2 separate regions of the Mus musculus genome follow, and region 1 is linked to region 2. Evidence: chromatin contacts called from public Hi-C data. All regions are on one chromosome and are shown on one strand. The core of a region is the stretch at or near the end of the contact, and the rest is flanking DNA. Distances in the headings are between cores, read along the strand shown.

What was found. A called contact is a pair of places that touch in the nucleus more often than the background predicts.
Region 1: a Hi-C map of CD4 T cells shows a contact between it and region 2, with 3 times the contacts expected there. The contact joins two enhancer-like sites. A contact is called at or near these places in 2 of 39 promoter capture datasets (the 3T3-L1 cell line and maxillary cranial neural crest), 1 of 484 Hi-C or Micro-C datasets (CD4 T cells), 2 of 115 datasets of contacts at active chromatin or transcription factors (bone marrow-derived macrophages and large pre-B cells) and 1 of 9 other capture datasets (adipose tissue).

Annotation. Positions count from the first base shown.
Region 1 is chr1:161,803,172-161,808,134 of GRCm38.p6, reverse strand. No RefSeq gene overlaps it. Among named protein-coding and RNA genes, the nearest start is that of Fasl, 17 kb to the right of the region's middle. Within about 2 kb of position 3,489, at least 50 of the 459 cell types and tissues checked have an H3K27ac peak or open chromatin away from gene starts, as enhancers often do.
Region 2 is chr1:161,073,635-161,078,812 of GRCm38.p6, reverse strand. It overlaps Cenpl (centromere protein L), which reads right to left. Exons shown (of 5, transcript NM_001159930.2): 2 at 3,883-4,056; 3 at 333-584. The coding sequence starts at 4,053. Among named protein-coding and RNA genes, the nearest start is that of Cenpl, 5.5 kb to the right of the region's middle. Within about 2 kb of position 2,477, at least 69 of the 459 cell types and tissues checked have an H3K27ac peak or open chromatin away from gene starts, as enhancers often do.

The DNA of each region.
Region 1 (4,963 bases), core at 2,240-4,739, 730 kb before region 2:
ACCTTGCTCTAGCTTGTGAATCAGGAGGAGAAGGGACACCTTCTGGGTTTGTAGAAGCATTTAAAAGCAAATCACTGTACTTCTATCTTGTCTTCTCTTTGCAGTGACTAGCAGTGTAAATGGTGGGGCCTCAGCTGTTCGGGGTCCCCTGATGAAGACTCCATAATTTACCTACTGTAGACTTCGTAGGAACAAAAATACACACTTACTGTGGTAAGCCAGTGAGGTTTTGTGATTGTTCCTCACTTAGCCTAATTTAAGCTTATTAATACACTGTCTTGCCTTGTTCCAAAACAGTTTCTAAGAACTATTAGCACAATAGGATAAGAGAGTGAATCAGTGCCCAACAGGGTTATGTATACACCTCTCAGCACTGAGAGCTGGAGGCCAGAGGCCCAGGAGTTTGATGCCAGGTTGGTTTACGATAGTATCCAGGCCAGCCTTGGCTATGTAGTGAGACCCAGTTTTATAAGACAACAATAAAAATGAATAAGGTTAGTGTATAATGACATTTGCCTTAGTGAGTTATTGGGGAGAAATACACTGTGTGAATGGAAGCCAGTATAGATAATAACAGCCTTTGGATCTTGGCTCCTCAGTTTGTACAAGTGATGCTTTCTACTCAGACAGCTCTCCTCTTTGTGTAACAGGGAAAGCCTTCCTCAGCTTACCTTCCTACAATTACAGCCTGGCTCCCTCTAGTCATGCCCACTTCCACCGTGATTTTTGTTTCCTTATCACACCTACCACCTTGGACCAAAACTCTACATTTTATTTCCTTTTATGTCTGTTCCCTAACACTAGATCAGAAGCTTCATAAAAGGCGTGAGCATCTTTATTTATTGCTTCATCTCCAGCAGAGAGAACACTACATGTTGTGTCTGTCCATCAGTGTTCCACACATAGTTTTAAATAAATTGTGGGTTAATAAATTATGATTTGGTAGGGGATCTTAGTACAGGATACCAATGGAGTGAGTAGCTACTTGCCTGGAACCTGACTCTGAGATATAGAAACATGCACACCATATGAAGAACCTAACCTTGCTGAATCTTCTGTTTTTATCCTCCCCTCCCCCATGAATCCTGGATTTAGATACCAGTAGATAACCTTCAACAACCACAATAATAAGAATCACATAAAAGAATGGCAATTGTGGAGCATTGTGACTTATTGGCCATGGCTTCAAGGCTCTTTCCACTCATGATCTAATATGAATTTTAATAATCCCTGTAGTCAGTGCTATTATGATTGGTCCTTATCTGTATGGAAAATGTGCACAGAGGCATACAGATAGTGAGTGGTAATATGGGCAGGGACACATTACCAGGTAGCAAGGCACACAAATGCTGTTGTTCACAGCACTTTATTATTTATCATGGTTCTGAAAGTCAAATGGCCAGAGTTGAGTAGTTCTCTTAAGATTTTTCACAGAGCTGGGTGTGGTGGCGCACACCTTTGATCCCAGCACTCGGGAGGCAGAGGCAGGCAGATTTCTGAGTTCAAGGCCAGCCTGGTCTACAAAGTGAGTTCTAGGACAGCCAGGGCTATACAGAGAAACCCTGTCTCAAAAAAAAAAATTTTCTCACATATCCCTGTGTATTGTAATCAGGTAGATTTCTCTCTTGTGAGCTAATAACTGGGCCCAGTGTAAATATGGCCTTCACACATCTAGCATCGTATGGAATGGAAGAACACTCGGGGCCTGCCAGGGCATCTCACTTATCCTCTGTGTGGTCTCTTCAGTGTTAAATTGGTCCTCCTCACAGCATGGAGGCCATAGCACATTCAGGAGTCTCCTGTTGGAGTCTCAGGAGCTGGTCACATGACTTGTCTTGCAGTCTTGTCGATTGCACAGGAACCCTTTAGCTTCTGTAAATACTTACTGGAGGCATGGCTCACCAGGAGCTCACTTCAGAGATTCATGATTATGGTGGAATTTTCAAACCTCATGTTCTAAATCCAAGCCTGAAGTTGCAAGCTCTCTTTGTCCACCAGGACTGAGAAAGTGATGCGTGTATAAGGACAACCTGAAGCAAGGTGATCCAGACGAGGGCAGGCGATGGTGACTGGAGAGCACAGGCTATATTCATGAGACATTGGCATCTCATCCCAGGATGTTACCTTCAAGGCTATCAGCTCCATAACACTGCATCCTCAGAATTTTTAAGGGAGACTCATCAATCTAGGTTTTTATATAAAATATTCTAGTTTGGAAATATTGGTCAAACAAAACACCCCACGACTGGAGTATGGGTTGCCAGCTTGTAAACACTGTTTTCCGTGTCCAAAGTTACACAGACACTCAACATAGCACACAAGGCTCCATGTGACCTGTGGCAGCTACCTCACCTGCTCACTCGGGTTCATTCACTCTTCATGTGTACGGATTCTTCCTATGGGACAAGCAATGTTTTAGGTGTGTAGATCCAGCATAGAATAAAACAGTCTTTGCCATCAGAGAGCTTATATTCTACTTAGGGAGACAGCCAACAAAATTACAGTGTCAGATGACACCAAATACCATGGAGAAATTAAGGATGGGCAGGTTCCGGTGTGGTAAATAGCCCAACATTTCTTTCAGCTTTGCCATTCTCTTTGACTACCTTGAATGACCCTTTACTGAAATGACCCTCCAGTAGCTTGACTATCCCATCCACTGAAATTTGTTCTGTCTTCAGCCTCCATCTTGCCAGTGCAGAACTGATGGCCCCCTCTTCTTGCTTCCAAGCGCCTGTTCCTACATATTCCCCATGGATATAACCTTTTTAAAGTGAATGCTTACATTCTATTGTGGTGAGAGAAACTTAAAGGCATCTGCATTTCCTTTTCTGTCATCCTTGATCGAAAGGACATCTTCTTTCTAAAGATGTTCAAGAAGGGAGCTACTTAACTTGGAGAGAAACTCTGCTGAATCGTATTCTTCTTTCATGTCTCTTTCTGTTGTTTCAACACTGCACATTTGGCGATTTGGGAACCCAATGTAGCAGCCACTGTGTATGCCCCTCCTTTTAGGGAAGGTTCTTCGTGAGAGTGAAATCTTATTTCTAGCACATCAGAGGAGCCTACGGTACTGTCACCTGGTTGTGAGATATCAGATGCATGATCATATATATAAACCATGCACACAAACATGTTAAGCATGTGGCCAATTTGTCTAAACATCGGGACTTCATTATGTGCACTTATACCTATCAACTTAGACAAACAGGATGCATTTTTACCGCAACAGGAAAGTATAAAAACTTCTCCCTGTACAGCTCTGTCTCTGTTCAGTGTCTGCCTGCACACTGTGGCTTGGTCTGACTCCGGCTGCCTGTATGGCCACAGGTTAAGCCTCCCTAATAGTCTGAGATGCCTGGGGACTAGCTAGGTGTTCAAGAAGACTGGAGGCTGAGCCTCCGTGGCCTCGTGTGGTGCCACTGCATGGAACAAGATGAAGCTGAATTTCTGTTGTTCTGTGAAGTACGCACATGTTCCACTGTGTGCTGGAACGCTTGAGCGTTTGAACCAGACCACAGAGGGCTGTGGGCAGATATGCCTTTGATCTCTCTCACCCCTGGAAACCTTGACTTTTAAGCTGCTCTGAGTCCCTCTAAAAGAAAGTGGCCAGGCTTGGTTAAATTCTGTTCTAGGACAGCTGTTGCCTCGGGCCACAGTTGCCTGGCTGCCTGGGAAGTCTGTGGCCCGAAAGGGTGGCTGGGAAAGAATTAATGGCCAAAGGTATCTTTATGTGCCTTCCCTTGGGAGAGAAGAGTTGCAGGTAGCACAGCATAGTCAAGTGAGCAGGCCAAGCCAGGCTGTCAGGGATACTCAAATACCACTTACCAGACTTACAACTTCTGTTCAATTTGTTTTTCTTCCTATGGTCTTTTCAATGTATTGAGTCAAAGGTTTGTTGTTGTGGTGGTGGTGGTGGTGGCTGTTTGTTTAAGCTTTTAGAGATGATGATTTTCTGTTTTTGAAACATGGTCTCTCTATGTGATCTTAGCTGTCCTGAAACTCGATACAGGCTGGCCTCAAACTCAGAGATCCTTTGCTTTCCGTGTGCTAGAATTGAAGACATGTGCCACCACACCTGGTGAGATGATGGGTTTTTTTTATTAGGTATTTTCCTCATTTACATTTCCAATGCTATCCCAAAAGTCCCCCATACCCACCCCCCCACTCCCCTACCCACCCACTCCCCCTTTTTTGGCCCTGGCGTTCCCCTGTACTGAGGCATATAACATTTGCAAATCCAATGGGCCTCTCTTTCCAGTGATGGCCGACTAGGCTATCTTTTGATACATATGCAGCTAGAGTCAAGAGCTCCGGGTTACTGGTTAGTTCATAATGTTGTTCCACCTATAGGGTTGCAGATCCCTTTAGCTCCTTGGGTACTTTCTCTAGCTCCTCCATTGGGGGTCCTGTGTTCCATCCAATAGATGACTGTGAGCATCCCTGAGATTCCACCTCACACCAGTCAGAATGGCTAAGATCAAAAATTCAGGTGACAGCAGATGCTAGCGAGGATGTGGAGAAAGAGGAACACTCCTCCATTGTTGGTGGGATTGCAAGCTTGTACAACCACTCTGGAAATCAGTCTGGCAGTTCCTCAGAAAATTGGACATAGTACTACCCGGAGGATCCCGCAATACCTCTTCTGGGCATATATCCAGAAAATGTCCCAACCGGTAAGAAGGACACATGCTCCACTATGTTCAAGCAGCCTTATTTATAATAGCCAGAAGCTGGAAAGAACCCAGATGCCCCTCAACAGAGGAATGGATACAGAAAATGTGGTACATCTACACAATGGAGTACTACTCAGCTATTAAAAAGAATGAATTTATGAAATTCCTAGCCAAATGGATGGACCTGGAGGGCATCATCCTGAGTGAGGTAACACAATCACAAAGGAACTCACAGAATATGTACTCACTGATAAGTGGATATTAGCCCAGAAACTTAGGATGCCCAA
Region 2 (5,178 bases), core at 1,228-3,727:
AGGTTTAGGCCAGCGAGATAACTCAGCAAATTAAAGCATTTGGTGCCTTGCCTAACAACATGACTTTGATCTCCAGGATCCTACATTAGAGAGAGCCAATTCTAGTAAGTTCTCCAAATTGCACAGGGGCACTGTGGCACACAGACACACACATGCACACCCACACACATATTTAAATATATATATATATATATATATATATATATATATATATAAATGCAATCAAAAATGTTTTTAAGTTAAAAAAAATAAGAAAATACTATAATTTCCATTCCAAACCAACAAAACAGATTTTTCCGCTCTAGGAAGCAAAGGGATATACACTACTATACCTGGACAAGAAACGCTTCATGGTCCCTTTGTGTCCCTTTCACTCCAAGTAGAGTGGAGAAAATCACTTTGATGTTGAAGTCTTCTCCCACTTCCACAGCTACTCCTTTTTGCTTTTCGGCAACAATAAATGCACTTAGAAGTCTAGAATAGTCTTTGAGATTAGAATAGGAGAATTTATACAAGGGAGTTAAACTATATATAGTCCACTGTTTGTGGAGGAGAAATGCAACCTTCTGAGGATCGATATCTTCCTAAAACAAACAAAAAATCAAGACAAAGGTTTTAAAAGTAAAAAGCATAGCTAAGAATTTAATCATAGCAATTTACATATTCAATATAAATCTACAACTTGGTACATGACCTTGTGTTCCTAATACTAATCTCAAATGGAATTTAGAGGTCACTAAAAGGTCCTCTGCCTTTACCCCCAATTCCCATGTAGGAAGCTTTTCTGTCTCGGATGTTCACACAAGACAGTTCTCTGTTTTATTCAGATCTGTTCTTAGTTCTTCTCTAAGAGGCCATTCTAAAGAAAACTTATCACTTCAAGTCTGTCACTATCTCCTAACCTTTTATTTTTCTTCATAGCACTTACTATGATCTGAATATATGTGTCTTACTTTTCTTGTTTCCCTTTCCAATCAGAGTAGAAACTTGCTGAGGACAGGGTTTTGTCTATTTCATTTACTCTAGCTGTTAGCACAGAATATAAACAATGGTATTTCACGGGATTTCAGTAGACATTTCATAGACAAACATTTCTGTTTTCCTTTACATATACCCTGCAAATAGTGGTGCTGGGTGTAAGTGGTTAATAGCGGAGTGGTTGCCTAGCAGGGGCACAGCCCTGGGCTTGTACTACACACACAAAAGTATTTCTAAAGGATCTAGCTTGATTAGCCTTAAGTAATTTAAAAAATATTTAACAAGTTCATTTTATGCAACAAAGCTGTGATAGTTTGAATATGCTTGGCCCAGGGAGTGGCACTATTTGGAGCTGTGGCCTTATTAGAGGAAGCGTGTCACTGTGGGCGTGAGTTTTAAGACTCTTCTCCTAACCCTGTGGGAGGAAGTCTTCTAGCAACCTTCAGATGAAGATGCAGAACTCTCAGCTTTTCCTGCACCATGCCTACCTGGACACTGCCATGCTCCCGTCTTGATGATACTGGACTGAACCCCTGAACCTGTAAGCCAGCCCCAATTAAATGCTGTCCTTATAAGAGTTGCCTAGGTCTGTTCACAGCAGCAAAACCATAACTAACACAAAAGCCTAACTGGGTATACTAAATAAAAGGACTTGGAAGTGTTTGTCTGCCCTCTGTTAGAGTCACAAGTGTCATCAACAACAGAGCATGGGGAGAGATGTAAAGCCATGTATACTACGAACTCCATGTGGCGGTTCCTTAGAACCCTAAATACAGGACCCAGCGAGACCACTCCTATCCACAGGACTCTGAAACATACCATAAAGATAAGATACATGCTCAACTCGTGCATATCAAATAAATGAAATGGGCCCACTTTTAATCCCAGCACTCAGGAGGCAGCGGCTGGTGGATTTCTGTGAGTTCAAGGCCAGCCTGGTCTACACAGTGAGTTCCAAGACAGCCAATGCTCTAAAAAGAGACCTTGTCTCAAAAAAAGAAAAAGAAATAAAGACAAAGAAAAAGAAAGAGAGAGAAAGAGAGGGAGGGAGGAAGGGAGGGAAGATGATAGGAATACACAATAGAATTTTTTTTAAGCTGTAAAAAAAAAAAAATGAAACCATGACATTTTCAAGAAAATGGATACTCTTAGATGTTAGGTAAAGTAAGCCAGATAAGTGCCTATGTTTTCTCTAATATTCAGAACTTAGATGTGTGTATATGTGCATGTGGTCATGAAAACAGAAAGGGAGCGTAAGCAGAAGGACGAGATCATAAAGTAGGGTAATAAAGTGAAAGCAGAAAGGAAAACCATTTGGGAGGAGGGACAGGATCAGGTCGCAGAGAAAACAAGGAAGTATGATACACATGTGAACATGCCACAGGGAAACCAGTCATTTTGTATGTTCACTTAAAAAAAAAAATGTGAGCCAGGCATGATGGTACACGACTGTAACCCCAGCTCTCCTGAGACAGACAGAGACCGCCCACAAGTGCAAGGTCCACCTGGCCCAGTCTACACAGTGAGTTCTAAGCTAACAGGCTTATATAGGGACACTCTGTCTCAAAGAAACGAAAGTAAAAGTAAACAAACAGAAAAAACAAAAACAAAAACTAAAAAAAAACAAGCAAGCTTTATTTGTATTGGCTCCATAGCAGTATTAAAATGAATTAAGTGAACTAGCCCTCATTTATTCATTAGCTAAAGGGTTAAGAACAGCATAAAAGTACTGACTGTCGAAAAGCTCCTGGCTTCCTCCTGAGGAACTTCTAAAGTCCATATTTTCTGACATGGTCTCCCAGCTCCAGCTATCATTTAGAACAAAGGTGTGTGTGTGTGTGTGTGTGTGTGTGTGTGTGTGTGTGTGTGTGAGAGAGAGAGAGAGAGAGATTTGAGAACAATGTTTGTCATAGCTACAGCAGTCAGTGAAATGGTTGCATACTTTATCTTATTAAATCTACAGGAAAATTATAAAAATAAAAAGCACCAAACTAGACATTTCTATCTTTATATAAAATATCTTGGAGGGCGTGGAGAAACGGCAGAGGACCAGGGTCTGGGTCTCAGCAGATGGTTCACAATCATGTCACACGAATTCTAGGGAATACCTCATCTGAGCTCCTCAGGCACACATGTGGTATACATATATGCATGCAGGCAAAACACTATACACATGGAAATCACATAGGTGCACACATGTCATCTCAGTTCTCAGAAGAAAGAAGGAATGAATAAGGAAATAAATAAAGTCTCCCAGGTTAGGAACATAGTTCAGTGGTAGATGATGTGGATTAAAGGAAACTAGAACAAAAGATATTTTGGTTAAAGTTAAACTATTTACTTAGCTATCCCTCATTTATCTATTAACTGAGAGATTAAGGTACTAAAAGTATTAGTTATGTAAGTTGATATATTCTTATTTCTATATTCTCCATCACTGACTAGCTTGAAGGTGAGCTAGTAATCACACTGTGAACCCTGAGGTTGTGTTGTTTATTAGGAAAAACGGTTTCTAGTTATGGTACGGCTCAGCCCTAGCACATACCTTTGATCCAAGAGCTTGCTGGTTATTGTAAACAGGACTAAAATAGAGTTAACCATAGGTCAAGAGGCAGAACAAACATCCAGGTGACAGGGAGTGAGCATCAGAAAGAACCACAGAGAGCAAAAGGAAGTTGGAAGACAGAGACACAGGAAATAGAAGGGAGAGACAATCCTTTGAGCGATTTTTGAGACAGCGTCGAGAATTGGTTGCTTTTGGGACACTGGCTGTGGAGAAAGGGTCAGCTGGGTGCTTTCTCTGCCTCTCTGAGCTAGCAGGCTTCCACCCCAGCATTTGGCTCCCCAGTCTTCATTGATAAAATCAAATGATTGAGATTTTGTTAAAAACAACACAAACCATACCTGCAACTGTGAACACTGGGGAATTTTCCTTCGAGATGGACTGGGAAAATCTGAATTCTGCCTCCTGACCAATTCCAGTCGTTTCTGCAGAGGGGTGGCACCTACAAAGTAGTTCTTAAGATTTGAGGTCCTTCGTCTAGAAGTCAGTCCTCGAAAATCACAGGAATCCATGGTCTGCATTTAAAAAAAAAAAAAAGGTAACTGGAACTCTAATCACTAAAAAGTCAGGGGACTGGAGAGACGGCTGGGCAGTTAAGAGCACTGACTGCTCTGCCAGAGGTCCTGATTCAAATCCCAGCAACCACATGGTGGCTCATAACCATCCATAATGAGATCTGACGCCCTTTTCTGGTGTGTCTGAAAACAGCTACAGTGTACTAATACATAAAATAAATAAATAAATCTTTGGGCCTGAGATAGCGAGGCCGGAACAAGAAGAAAAAAAAATATAAAAAAAATATATAAAAAGTTAATTCATGCACATTGTTCTCTTACATGCACATTCTTACTCTCTCTCTTTTCTACTCTCCACCTTTTCTACATCATACTCGTTTCTTATCTTAGCTACTATTCTCTTATTGTGAAAAGAAATATCAATACAAGAAACCTTTCAGTATGAACTCTAGAATAAGTCAAATAATGTAATATGCACGTTACAAAGGAGACTTCCGAGACCACCATGAAGGCTGAGCACAGCAGGGGCTTCACAATAACCCTAAAGAGCTGTCTCTAATCTGGCTTTACCAAATTCAAAAACTGAAGAAAGACATGAAATGGCTTTAAGTGAACACATGGAAAGACAGACCATTTATGACAACTGGCATGGTGGGTGGATAGCTCTCTTCCAGGGTCCCTGGAAGTTGGAAGACTCTAACAAGGGAGCAAAGGCTGTTATATCACAGTTAGCCCCCCTGTAGGGGGTGTGGAGATAAACCTGGTGGAGGAAGAAATGGGAAGGGGCGTGAGGCACCACAAGCTTCTGAAACTCCTTAAAGAGTCCAGATCTCCTGTACACAATGTATGATCTGACACCGCTCCCTGCACACAGAGAGACAACACAAAGGACCCAGGCTAGGACAGTGGCTACTTCCCCTGTCTTCACAGAAATCTCCACAGGTATAGGGGGGTGGAAGGACTGGCCCCTCCTCTACAGACTCACAGACACGCTCAAGGACAGGGTAGTCAGATTTGGCTAAACACAGGTTGCACCCCAATTTGCTCTTGAATACATAAACGAACCGTAATTAGCTAAATAAACTTATGTAATAAACAATAAAGTTAGGTGTGCACTCTGAT